2 separate regions of the Manis pentadactyla genome follow, and region 1 is linked to region 2. Evidence: chromatin contacts called from public Hi-C data. All regions are on one chromosome and are shown on one strand. The core of a region is the stretch at or near the end of the contact, and the rest is flanking DNA. Distances in the headings are between cores, read along the strand shown. Region 1 holds the start of SLC45A1 (solute carrier family 45 member 1). Region 2 holds the start of ERRFI1 (ERBB receptor feedback inhibitor 1).

The links. A called contact is a pair of places that touch in the nucleus more often than the background predicts.
Region 1: a Hi-C map of skin fibroblasts shows a contact between it and region 2, with 8 times the contacts expected there. The contact joins the promoter of SLC45A1 here to the promoter of ERRFI1 in region 2. A contact is called at or near these places in 2 of 3 Hi-C or Micro-C datasets (fibroblasts and skin fibroblasts).

What each region holds. Positions count from the first base shown.
Region 1 is chr4:5,835,414-5,842,022 of mManPen7.hap1, reverse strand. It overlaps SLC45A1 (solute carrier family 45 member 1), which reads right to left and starts at 2,571. Exons shown (of 9, transcript XM_036925295.2): 1 at 2,418-2,571. The coding sequence starts at 2,561.
Region 2 is chr4:5,638,147-5,644,689 of mManPen7.hap1, reverse strand. It overlaps ERRFI1 (ERBB receptor feedback inhibitor 1), which reads left to right and starts at 2,915. Exons shown (of 4, transcript XM_036925300.2): 1 at 2,915-3,070. LOC130683292 (a long non-coding RNA gene) reads right to left here and starts at 2,757. Exons shown (of 5, transcript XR_008996871.1): 1 at 2,155-2,757.

The DNA.
Region 1 (6,609 bases), core at 1,322-3,821, 200 kb before region 2:
ACTCACTTATACGCCCATTCACACTTCCACCTACCCATCCATCTAGCTACCCACTCACCCTCCATTCAGCTGAGTACTGAGTACCAAGACACTGAGGTCACAGTGATAAAAGAAAGACATAGTTCTTGCCCTTGAGTTAGGTGAAAGCGCAGAGGGCAGGCATGCTAAGCAGTGGGACCCACCCACGTAGAAGAGATTCATTCAATAGTCGGGCACAACGGCAGCATGGTGAGAGATGAAATCATCAGGGGGGATTAGCTGATCACGAAAGGCCTGTGACCCTGCTAAGTAAGGAGTGTCATACTGAGATGACAAGGATTGACATCACCAGAGACTCAGTCTATTTTTACTTCTATAAATGGCCTATCTTGTGACCTTGGAAATTCCCAGGCTTTCTCTAAAACAAGAACAGATATACCTCAGAACCAGGTAGGCAAGTAAAGAAAAGAAAAAAACTCTATGAAAAACATAATTCACCTATGAAGATTAAGTCATGATTAAGATTTTTTTAAAAAGTCAAGCTCTTTGTTTATGTTCCTCCCGGGCTTGTCCATAGTAAATACTCCAGAAAAATCTGTCCATTGGCTGGTCTTGCCTTCAAAAACTCAGGTGGCTGTTAGCATCCCCGGGAGCTTCGCTCATTAAAATCACACACACAGAGTGCCGGCTAGAAGACCGCAGTACACGGCCGTCACCTTGGAAAGCGGAAGGGAGACCGTTAGCACAGGGGTGTGGGGAGGGGGCCTGCAGACCTGTCGGGGCGCAGCCCACCCGCGTGAGCGACCGACTCTCCTCTGCGGATCTACCTGCCTCTCGGTCCTTCCGGCAACGCCACCTCTTTCCTATCTGCGTTTTACCCCATCAAGCGAACTGAAGTGCATGCACCTTAGAACTTCCTCTTTCCTTTTGGGATGAAGAACCATAGGCCCACTTTGGAAGAACTTCAGATTTAAACGGCATATGGTTGAAATGCATTTTTGAAAAGGGAAATTTTTTTGACCTGACTTCCAGCAAACTGGAGATAGGCCTGTCCTACCTGATGGCTTCGTCGCTGCCTTCGCAGCTCCAGCTTTAAGACACAGCCGGCAGCCTGTCCGGGCAAAAGGGAGACCCTCACCTCCCCGCCTCGACCCCCAGCCCCGAGCCAGAATTAAACTGAGCTCAAAAACCTTCACTAAGGGTTCACCCTCAAATGTGGGGATCAGTATTGCCATTTTTATTTTTAAAGTACATTTATTAAAAGCTGTTCATGAAAGTTTATTCCAAGAATGTTTAAAATTCATTTTTAATGGCATAAAAGGTGAAAGTGAAATTTTTTAAATGAAAAAGAATTTTAATAGACTAATATGAATATTCACCAGACGCTCTCCATACACTATATGACCATTTACTCAGTCCAAAAAAGTACACGTATATTCCCAGGCCCCCAGAGGCTATATACCAGGCCCACTGTGCTTCTAGAATAGAGGACGTTTGAAGTAATGAAACCCTGAAGCTGTGTTGTGGAAAGGTTAAGCAGCAAGTGATTAATAAAAATAAACAATGTCCATGTAACTTGAATGCTTAAAATTGTCGTACGATGAGCCAGAATCCCTTCCTCATTTCCCCCCTTCTCTATATGAAACCAGCGTGCCCACCAGGGGGTCACGTGGGGCCACATCCTTTCCCCATTCGAGGTTCTGCCAATTCCGAAAGTTTATACCTCAAGGAAATGTTCCCAGACCAGTAAGAGCTGCACAGGCGTGGGGCATGGCGTTCATGTCAGCCGCCGAACTGTGGCCCATCGGTCACCCCGGATCTCTGGCAATTTGGCCCCCACCTGGCGGCCCACGGATCCTCAAAGCCCTGGTCAGGCGCATGGTGAACGTGGGTTTCATCAGCACCTGACTCTACTTCCCTATAAAAGCTTAAAAAGGTAAACATATGGCAATCCCTGAAATAATCTGAGAAGTTATTCATTGTTGGGGGCAGACAGAATGCACTTAATGTCAACCTTGGCAGGAAAGCAGAAATCCTGGGTGCTCATCGTAAACTTAATCCTGGGAGGCTGACAGAGATCACGCGGGGGCCCTGGCCATCCGGAGGGCCGGGGCTCGGGCAGGAGGTGAGCGGGAGGCTGCCCACACCTGCCCAGGTGGCCAGGGAGCAGGCCTCCGGCACCAAGAAGCCCAGAGTAAGCCTGGGGCCAGTTCCAGTGCTGGCTTCCCACCGCTTCCCTCCTCGGGTCGGAGGGCTCGGCTCTCAGGGGTGCGACAGGGGCTCTGTTGACAGTTCAATTAATTACATATCCGCGAAGAACAAAGGTCTCCGTGCCAACGTCCGTCCGGCTCTGGCGCCCGGATCGCCCGGGGCCTAAGCCACCTCGCTCCCGCACAAGGCCGGGGCCGGGCGGGCGGCGCGGGAGGGGATGGCGGTACCTGTGGCTGGAGGCAGGAGGCATCCCTCTCCGAGGCCGGGCTCCTGCCCGCCCCGTGCGCGGCTGGGGTCCCCGCCCGGCCGCCCCCGGCCCGCCGCTGCTGCAGCATCGAGCCGCGGGGCGGGGCCGTGACGTCACGCTGCATCCCGCCGCCCGCGGCCGGTACCCGCAGAGCATCCTTAAAGCGGCACCGCCCGCGCCCGCGCGGCCCCACCCGCCGCCGGGCCTCCCCTGACCTTCAAAGGCCGGCGGGGGCCGCATGGGAATTCCAGGGAGCAGGCCCACTGTCACGTCCGCGGGCCTCTTCCTCCCAAAAAACTACCAACATTTATGACTGTGCTGGTCTAAACATGAATGTATTAATACTACATGTTAAAACAGTTTCCTTTGCCTAAGAGTTCTCTTTTTTTTTCTTCCTCATCTGAAAAGAAATGAACTGATTTTCGTGGTCCCCTAAAAGCTCTGTGTGCTCTGGGCACTGCGCCCTCTATCCAGAATTCGGGGAGTTGGCCCTGCCCAGAACTGTACCACCACACCCACTGACCCACTCTCCAGCTGTATCTGGGGCGTCCTCTGCACCAGGCACGATGGAGGGACTGGGGCTGTGGCCCCTGTGCTGTGACATTTTAGAGATGGAGAGACTTGAGTTCCCACCTAGAAGGTGACATTTGAAGAAAGACCTGGAGTAGGTGAGGGGCCTAGCTGTGCTGATATCTACCTGGGGGAGAATCATGCCAGACAAAAGCAAGAGCATATGCAAAGGCCCTGGGGTAGAAGTGAGGTGGGCTGAGTTGACTAGTGATCGAGCACAGAATTAGGCAGCCCAGTGAAATTATAGCCACAAAAAGTGCTTCTGAGGGGGCACATGTGGCTCTATAAAAGTTTATAAAGGGAGATTTGACCTCATTGGGAGGGCCATTGCTTCCTGAGGACAAGTGACACTTGAGAGGCTCACTAAAGCTGAGTAGGAAGGGCAGCATGTCCCAGGAAGAGGGGTCAGCATGTACACACCTTTGGGTTAGGAGAGGGCATGGTGAGCTCAGAGCCGAGGCAGGCCAGTGGGGCTGGAATGCAGAGGCCCAGTGGGGGAGGGGGCCGGGGGCTTGCTGGAGAGGTAGCCTGGTGCTAGCCTGCAGGCCTATGGGCTGCTTTTGTTTTTTAAAAACAAGGAGAAGCTTCGAGGTATTCTGTGCAGGGGAGTGGTTGACTAAATCATATTCACGTTTTGCAAAGATCGTATAGCTGAGCGGAGAATGAAATGGAGGGGCTGGGTGGTGTACAGGCAGGAGCTACCGAATGGCCCAGGTGGGGAGGGAGATGATGGTGGAGGGACAGAGGTGGTGGATCCGCTAGTCCTTCAGGCACTAAAACCAGCCAGAATGGCGACAGATTGAAGTTGGTGGGTGTGGGAAGGGAGCAGGGGACTGCCAAGGAGCTTCCGGCTTGAGCACCTGGCCAGGGAGGTGGACTTGCTGAGAGGAGAGCAGGAGGCTGGTGGGGAAGAGTCGGAGGTCGGCGTTGGGATGAGATGAGCTCAAGGGGCCTTTGAGGCATCCAGGCCGTTGGAGATGCAGGTCTGGAGCTGAGATGGCCCTTTGCAAATCTCGCACCCAGGAGCTCCCTAAGGCCGAACTGTGGACAGTGGCACCAGCAGGGAGAGACCCAGTGGAGAGGGGGTCCCCGGATGAAGCCTTGAGGAATCTCAGTAGCTTCTGCCAGCTTGAGGAGATAAGTTCTATCTTTTTGTTTTCTCTTCAAATAGGAGTAATAGTTTGAAAAAAATACCGGCGGGTTTTTCTGTTTTGATTTACACACAAATGACCTGCTATTCAGTTAGTGGACAGCTCACAGCTGTAACTGATAAACCTCAGCATGTCATGGGCTTAACCCAACAGATGCCTGCTTTGGCTCCTGTCAGGTCCAGAGGGGTACCCCGATGGGAGGGGGGCCTCCACACAGTCATCCAGGGACCCAGCCTCCTTCCGTCTTGGCTCTGCCCAAGCCAGGCTTGCAAGAGGCCCACATGCCACTCACAGCCCAGTCTGAGGCTCAGTGACACGCACCCAACCACAGGGAGGCCAGGATGCATGCCCCTGCCCGGGACGAGGAGGAAGTGGGTGTGGGGAGTAGTTGTTCTCTGCTTGGACAGGAAAAGGAGAGAGAGACAGGGGCCAAATGGGGGTGCTAAGAAAACAAAAGTTACTATGTCATTTCTGATATTCAACGTAGAATTTTGCAGCAAGAGAAAAGGCTTGAAATCTAGATATTGTTGAGAAAGAAAGGACTTCAAAAAGATTTTAAAATTCTTGCTACCTTTTTTAACCTTCCAAAGTCAGAACCTTCCACGATTAGAACCCCGGTTGACCAGACCTGGCACTCTCCCCTTGTGTGGACAGGCTCCCCAGGTCTGGACAAGAGACCAGGGTGGAGGGAGAGCCACGGAACCCAGAAGGAAGCCAGCGAAGCCCCTGCCCTGGTCCCTGGGTGCTGCAGGACGTGACTGAGGAGGGAGGGAGGAGGTGGCCGAGCTAACAGGGCATCGTGTTGAGGGGACCCCGGTGGGCAAAGCCTGGCCCTACCAGTGCCTCTGCACTCCAGACTGCGGTGTGAACCGTTGCAGAAACGTGCTGGCGCGGCTCACTTGCCATCCGCGGGTGTCCACGAGGTGGTGGAAGAGCCCCACTTTGGTGCTGCACAGCGCTGGGTGCCGGGCAGCCAGGGAAGCTGACAGCACAGGAAGGGAGGTGGTTCTTCTGAGGTTTTCTGACCTTGCAAGGACTCATGGTTCTAAGGCTGAATTTTTCTTTTTACTTTGTGAGCACACTTTTTCTGCAAAGCACACAGCCACATGGTTTTTTATGAATGACATTATTTTTAATAGCATCTTGGACAGGTCCCTGTGTTAAAGTTTTTCTGTACTTTAAACCTCATTTAATCATGTTTACTTTATGAAGCGGCTCTGGTCCCCAGGGTCTGTTTTTGATCTGGGAGCCTGAGGCTCCTGGACAGGGACAGGCCACATGCAGCCAGGGTTGGAGCAGGGACTTGAACCCAGGCCTGCAGGGCTCCAAGGCTTGGGGGCCCCAACATGCAGTCTCACTTGGGGTCACTGATGCACTCACCCAGCAACTGTTTGCTCCTTGGGCACCTGCTTTCCAGCGCACCCTGGGCTAGGAGGCACGATGCCAGTCCGCCAAGCCGGCCTGAGACCCCGCCTCGTGGGCTCCTTTCCCAGCCTTCCCAGGGCTGTGGCCTCCCTCCTCTCCGACAGCTTGTCGGGGAAGCTGCCTTCCGGCTCCCAGTTCAGAAGATCTGGGCAGTTACAGAGCCTCAGGTGTGTGTGTGTGTGTTTACACAAACATTGTAAAGAAAGGTGCTCTTAGTTTATGTGGAGCTAATGAGTTATTGGCACCCTCTGATCAGTTTTGCACTCTTTGGAGATGCCACGATAGCTTTCACGTGGCCTGCACACTCACACATACACACACGCAGCACATAAACACACATGTATATGATACTTGCCTGCACATATGCACACCTACACAGATTGCATGCATGCACACTCATACACATGACACTGAAGAGCACACATACCCACATCATACACACACACACACACACACACACACACAATTCCTGTTGCTACAGCTCCTCCTGCTGGGGCAGCAGCAGCCACCCTGGGATGGCATTCAAACCCAGAAGGTGTGTCTCCATAGGGAAGAAGTCACAGAACGATGGTCCTCTGATTACACTGCACTGCAAACTTGAAGTAGACAGGACAACCCAACGCCCTCCTGTACCCTCGGGCAGAGGGCCGAGCACAGTGGACACTCAAATGTATTTCCTGATCTACATACAATGGGATCTGCTGAAGTTTCCCGTTGTACCTGTATCCACACAGATACGGGTCAGAACAGGTTTTTATGGGCTGGCTTGGGAACTTATCATACTATTTCTGCAGGGAGCTGAATTCTGATTTCCAAACATATGCCCTCCTTACAGAGAGCCAGTGGACCCCTCCACTCTGGACTGTCCCTACTGAGACAAAGGGCAGTTAGAACCACAGGGCTGTGGGTGCAGTCTGCTTGCAGAACCAAGGCAGTGGCACCCAGGTGGCTGTGGGCTCCTGGTCCCTGGGCTGGGGTAGAGCCCCACTGGGACCCAGGATTGCCGGAGAAAATGCAGGATGTGCT
Region 2 (6,543 bases), core at 1,666-4,165:
TGCAATTCTTCCATTGTTGTGTATTTTTATTGCACTCTTAACTATAAATTAGTAAAAAAGAAAGGAAGGCGCATAGTTACCTTGATACCATGAACAGAGAAATATAAAGGCTCTAGGACTAAGAGAGTAATGCAGAAAATATCTCCTTTTAAAATAATCCTTTACAAAGTAGAAACACAAAAACATCTATAATCAAGAAGAATAAACACCAAGATGTGTATACTTTTTTGCAGGATTCCAATAATATCACAATATAAATTTGGAAGGGTTTTAAGGGCCCTGTGTGGCATATGTATGCTCACAAGTGACTTGTATATTACCGGAGAGGACAGAAAAGAACAAGATCTTTAGGAAGGCAGTGTCTGTGGTTCTCAGGCTTCCCAGCCAGAACCTCCCCTTGTCCCCACTCCAAGGACAGCTTCTTCTTACACTGAAAGGCCAAGTGCAGAGTGACAGTTTGGGTCAATATGATTTAAGTCTAACATTTTAGATACTATATTTAGGTGTTTTAATATTAAAGAACAATTAGCTAATATAAATTCCTTGGGAAGTGCCCTCAAAGTTAAATGGACTGTGAGAGACATAAAAAAAAAAATTGTCTGACTTTAAATTTCTTATAGGAGACAATTTAAAACAAATTAGGTTCAGTCCAAAAGAATATTTTTTTTCCCTAAACCTTTGGTCTAGGGTTCTAATCTTTTACAGTCAACGAATGATTACTTGATAAACACAATAAGCTAATACAATTTTAAGCTGTTCAGCATTTTCCTTTTACTTTTCCCCCAATATTCTTGACAAATACTACTGACATTAATAGACTATTAGACAAAAGATTTCAGGGTGTAAGTCTTCTCATGCAATCCATCCACAGCTAAGAGCTCCATATTATACGAATATAATTGTAAGCAAATTTCGGTAAGCAATCAGCTATAACTAGGTTTTCCCTCAAAATGAATAAATCAAGATGATTGTTTTCCCAGTTTAAAACAGATCAGAAGAAAAAAAAATTGGACTAATCACGTATTACTCTTGTGATTTTATGATTTTTGATAATTTACCAAAACATTAATATATCATACAGCTCACAACCACATCCACATCGTTGAGTATCCTGTTGATCTTCCTTCTCTAAAGAAGGGGTGTGTCGGATGGTTGCTCTGGTAATTATCACTGCTTAATGAATAGGGGAATGTAAAAAGCATGCCACTAAGGCCAAAGCACAAATTACGACTGTATTGTAGTGACTTGGAACAGTCTAACTAGGTTTCTTTTTGGATGGAACTCGATCTCAGCTAGGCTCTCATTCAGTAAATGCTGTACTGTGAGGTCTGAAAAGATGTTCTCTGGCAAGTTCTCAGGCTGATCCTATTTTTACACTGATAACAGCATATGGGTTAAGCCAGAAACATCAATGAAACCAAAATGGGGTGTGCTGTGGGGGGTGCAGAATATGAATAGAGTTTGTGTGAATCAAAAAGCCTACTTAATTTGGTAAGTCAAGCAGCAATTAGTTGTGATTAAGTTCCATCATTCCTAAAATAATACTAAATGAACAGCAATAAATAAGAAGGTGAGTTAATAGAAAGATGGACTAACTGAATTGTTGGTAAGTAACACGGGCGTGAAAATGATCCCCGAGTCCCTGCAGGTCAGTCGTAGCCCATCAGAAGGGAGGGTAGAGTTCTCTGCTCAACATTTATCTTGCAACTGAAAGAGGGCAAAGGGATACTTCAGAAATTTTTTGCGCTTAAGAACTTGAATTCAAAATTAGGCCTCTGAATTAAATTTAAAAGAATGTAAGTAAGTAATAGGGGAGAAAAGGCAAAAGCCACTTCATGGAGTGCAAAGTTAATAGTTAAACTGATAATGAGGTCGGAATCTCATTCCATATGTTAAACTACCCCAATTAGGTCGTGCTAAATGTGTAACTATTGGGAATTATTGCTGAACGGCAAAAAAGGGGCTCTTGGAGACTAAAGAGGTCAGCGGGAGGTCCCTGGGCTCTCCTCAATAGAGTACCACTCAGGGGATTTGTTCCAGTTAAAACTGGAGGGTTTCTGTCTGTTTGCTTTTTTTCTTACTTTAGTTACTCCTGGTTTGTTATCATGTGTATTATTTATTTTACGGTTAAACTATAAGCCTAGGTTGCATCACCGGCGCCGGAGAGACCTCCTCCCGCGGGCTGGCGGGTGTTCTGTCCTTGGGCATCAGCGGCTGCTCGATGCCAGGGGATGTTGAGGTCGGTGTGGATCCAACAGTAAACAGGAGACCGGGAACTCCTGGGACGCCGGGTGGGGTGGGTGCTCCCTTGGGAAGTCCGCCAGCGCCCTGCACCTGCGACTGCGCTGGTCTCGACGTTCAAACCCGTAGAGAAGAGGGGGCTGGGCTGACGCGCTCAGCTCCCCGCGGATGGTCCTCGGCCCTGGGCCTCTCCGTCCCCCGCTCCCCTCCCACGGGCGGCGGGCGCAGCCCCACTGAGGCCAACCCCGCGGCGGCCGCACCGCTTTCTCCCGGGTCCTCGGCCCGTCCCCGCGGTCGTGGGCTGCACGCACAACCCTCCGCGGGGCTGGGCACGGTGGGAAACTCCGCGCGGGGCGGCACCACCTCTGGTTCGGGCAGGCACTGCTGCCGAGGCCGGGCTGCCCGCAAACTTCCGAGGAAAATCAGTGTTCGGGCTGCCGGGCCCCGCTGCTGCGGCAGGCGTCCAGAGGAGGGGAGGCGCGCCCGCACCGCCCTCAGGAGACAAAGGCGGCGGCCCCGCAGGCCCGCGCGGCGCCGGTGGACCCCACGCGAGCGCCGCGGGCGCCGCGTCGCCCCTTTAAGCGGTTCGCTGCCGGGATTGGCTGCGCGGGGTGGAGGGCGGTAAGAGGCGACGTCACGGTCACGCCCACCCGCTATATAGTAAGGCGGCGGTCGTCTCGCCGCCGGCGGCCGAGTGCGAACCGGGACTGCGACTTGGGTGTGAGCGGCGAGGCGCCTGCGCGGTGTCCGGGCCCCTGAACCGCGGCGCTGAGCCAGCCGGGACGGACATGCGCGGGAGGGCGCCGTGGGGCAGCCGCGGCTCCGCGGGGTAAGGGGCCTGCGGGATTGGGGGAGGGCGCCGCTCCGCGCCCTGCTGCCAGGGGCTCCCTGCGCAGGGCGGGCCCAGGGCCCAAGAGGGTCGCCGCGATGCGGCGTCTCCCGGAACGGAGGGGTGGAGGGAGGGCCCGGCTGCGCCCGCGGGCGGCGGCCTCGGCTCCCCACGGCGGGCTGCGCGCCCCGGGCTACGGTGTGTCCCCCACCCGCCGCGAGCGGGCGCGGTCCGTAGCCGCAGTCCCTCCGCCCGGCGCCTGACCGCGGTCGGTAATTCAGCCGCGCAGCCCGAGCCTTCCGGCTCTGTCCCCCTCCTAGAAACGTGGTTCCCAGCGCCGAACGCCCGAAGTGTTGCTTTAGGAGCAGCCGAGCTGCAGGATGCTGTATTCAAAACGTGAACGCTTCTGGGGTATTTCTCGTGTGTATGTATTTGTGTGCCTATCATAGTCTCGGACAAATTAGATGACTTCCTTAGTATGATTGGTGCTGTATTGGTGCTTGCTAAGTCTTTATTAGGATTTCGTCATTGCCAGAAAGAAACCAGTCTCCTACCTGATAAAAAATATGAATAGATTGTTAGTCATAAACTTAAGTGCAGTCAGAATAGAGACTGTAGCTTTAAAAGAGATGTGTTGGTGACTTCAGGTACACCTGCAACACAGGTAGGGCAGGACTGGTTTCTAGGCAACTGTCAGAGGTGAAGAAAGGTGAGATTAAAATGCCTTTTTTGCCCCTTTTGGAGAACAAGTATTCTGCAAGGTTTTAAGCTTTAAGTCTGTAAGAATGCAATGGGTATGGTTTCTTGTTCGTATGCTGGCTATGATTGGTTATTTTGGTTACCAAAATGTTATCAGGCAAGGTAGTGGCTGACATCTTTTCCAGTTATTAGCAAATTTGAAGAGAAATACAGATAGGTTTTAGCATGGACTTCAGGCACTGTGTTTTCGGCTTTATGTTCCAGTAGATAGTCACTAATAGGTGATAGAAGTCTCAGACTAACAATTTATAACCTAACACATATATTAGACTGTAAACTCCTTAAGGGCAGGAACTCTGCCTTGTACACAGCTTCTATCTTACGCAGCCTTCCACATAGTTGATGGATGATAAATAATTGCATGAAAGCATATTTTATGTTTTAAAGCTCAGCAGGATTGGACCAGTCACTGATTAGGGCTGGAAAGCAAATCTGTGTTTTTATGACTGTTACGAAATGTCTGAATTATTCATATTTTTGACAGGTAAAATTACTGATGTAGTGGATTGTTTTTCCTACTTTAAGTTCACAATAGATACTGGTCACTCTTTCTGTGAGATTTAATTATACTGCAGAATTGAGTTTTTGTGTGAAAATAACTCTTTCATTGTTGCTTCTCAGAAGTGGAACCAGATAATACTTCCTTTCTGCTAATACTAATGGTAGCTCTTAAAAGCAAGTTGCCTAAATTACAGGTACAATCTAACATGCTGAAACTGACCTGAATGTCTGCATACCGTCAGGTTGCTTTAGGAAGGTGAGCAGAGGAGGGAAAGGTGGTGCCAAGGGTAATTCCAGGAATTTGAATGTCATGGGCTCCTTCTACCAGAGAAACAACTCTGCACTTCATCTAAATAAATTTGGATTGGTACCTCATCATCGGGATTCCTTTAGCATCCTTAGGTGCTGGTTTCTGGCTGTGCTTTATAAAAGCTAATGAATAACTCATTAAATAAATAAAAATCCAGCTGTGGTATTCTGGCATTATTTACACAGAATAAACACAAGCTTCATAAAGATAAAGCTGATGAGTTTCAGGTTTCTGAATGTAAATTATTAGCTTAATAGAGAAATTCCTTTGAAGGTATTCTGCAATTTGGAGTCATTATTGATATTTTAATCCAGTGCCCTGTGCCATAAAATTGTGCAGTATTACTAAAAGTCTCATCTTCCAGGCCTCAGTATTTTTTTAAAATATGGAGCTCTGGCTACATGAATTAATCCTTTTCAACTCCAAAGTGCCACGATACAACAGAACATTACAGTTTAACAGAGGAAACAGTGGGAAGGTGAGGGTTAGAAGACATTGTCCAAAAACTTTTATCCAAGACCCCCAGAACATGAGACCCAACTTGGTTATAGATCATTTGTTTTTTAATGCTGTTCCCTCTGTGGGGAAAGCTCTTCTGTCTCTTTCTATGGCTGCCTCTTTTCCTCCTCTAGATTCCAATTTAAAAAGTCACCTTAAAGAGGCCTTCTCCAGCCACCTGTGTAAATATGTTCTCCTGCCTCCCTGTCCCCTTACTGTTCCCTGCTCGCTTCCTGGGGAGTTACCATGGTCTGAAATTGCTCACTTGCATATCGCCTCCCCACCCCCCGCCCCACTACATGAGGCTTCATCAGACAGCAGCTGTGTTTCTCTCACAAGCATAGTCTGTAGTCCAAACAGCATTTGATAACTATTTGTGAGAATAGTTAATCCTCACCCTCTGAGAATTTGTGAGCTAAGTGCTAGGAGTACCTATTTTCATCTCTGTAATTGACCAACGCTAGGGTCTTGAGCTTTTCACCTCACTATCCTTTGCATCTCCCCATTTATAAGCAAGAATTTTAGGATGAGAAATGATGTTGCCTGAAGTGAAGACACGGTAGAAGGGGGAGGCAGTGAAGTGTAGCAGGGAAGGTGCTGGCCTTGCGGGGCACGAGGGCTGTGATGCCTCTGCTGCTGGGAAGGTGGTTGGCCTCACTTCCTCATCTGCAAATGGAGACTAATCCCTGCCTCCTCTCACAGGGATGTTGTGGGATCAAGTGAGACAATGGGTTAGAAAGTGCTTTGTAATGTGTAGAGTGCTTTACCAATACAAGATATTCTGTTGTTAAATTCCAGACTTTATAATAGAGACGGATTACAATACCACCATTGGGATCCTTGCTGCAAGAGTAGTAAAAGACCCACCGGGCCTTTACTTTAAAAAAAATGCTTCTTATGGATTGAGACAGCCATGTGTGATCCCAAATACCACGTTGTACTGGGTATGTGATGGTGGGGCATCGATGTATGGTTAAAGATAGAGGGTTTCAAAAGAAACGTTGGAAGCGCTCGTGCAATATAAAATTGATACCTTGACCCCCCCTTTTAGAGGATACATAGATCAAATCTGCACCTAAAAGCTTTTCTAGGAGAATTTGAGGCAGTTGAAGTAAAACAGGAAATTTCATTGGCTAAGTTACCCAAGAAAAACTATTACCAAGCAGCAAATCCCCAGAAAAATCTGTCTGAGCCACCCTTAAAACCTGAGCATTGCAGTAGGTCAGATCCTACCCTGGCTGAAGACCGAAGAGCAGTGTGGTGTGGCGGCGAGCGCCCCGCTCAGTCTGGGCTCCACCACCTACAAGGTGGGACCTCAGCCAGGCTACTCCCGGTACTGCCCTGTCCTCCTCTCTCAGTGAGGGTAATAATAGTAACCCACCTCTGGGTTGTTGAGGATTAAGTA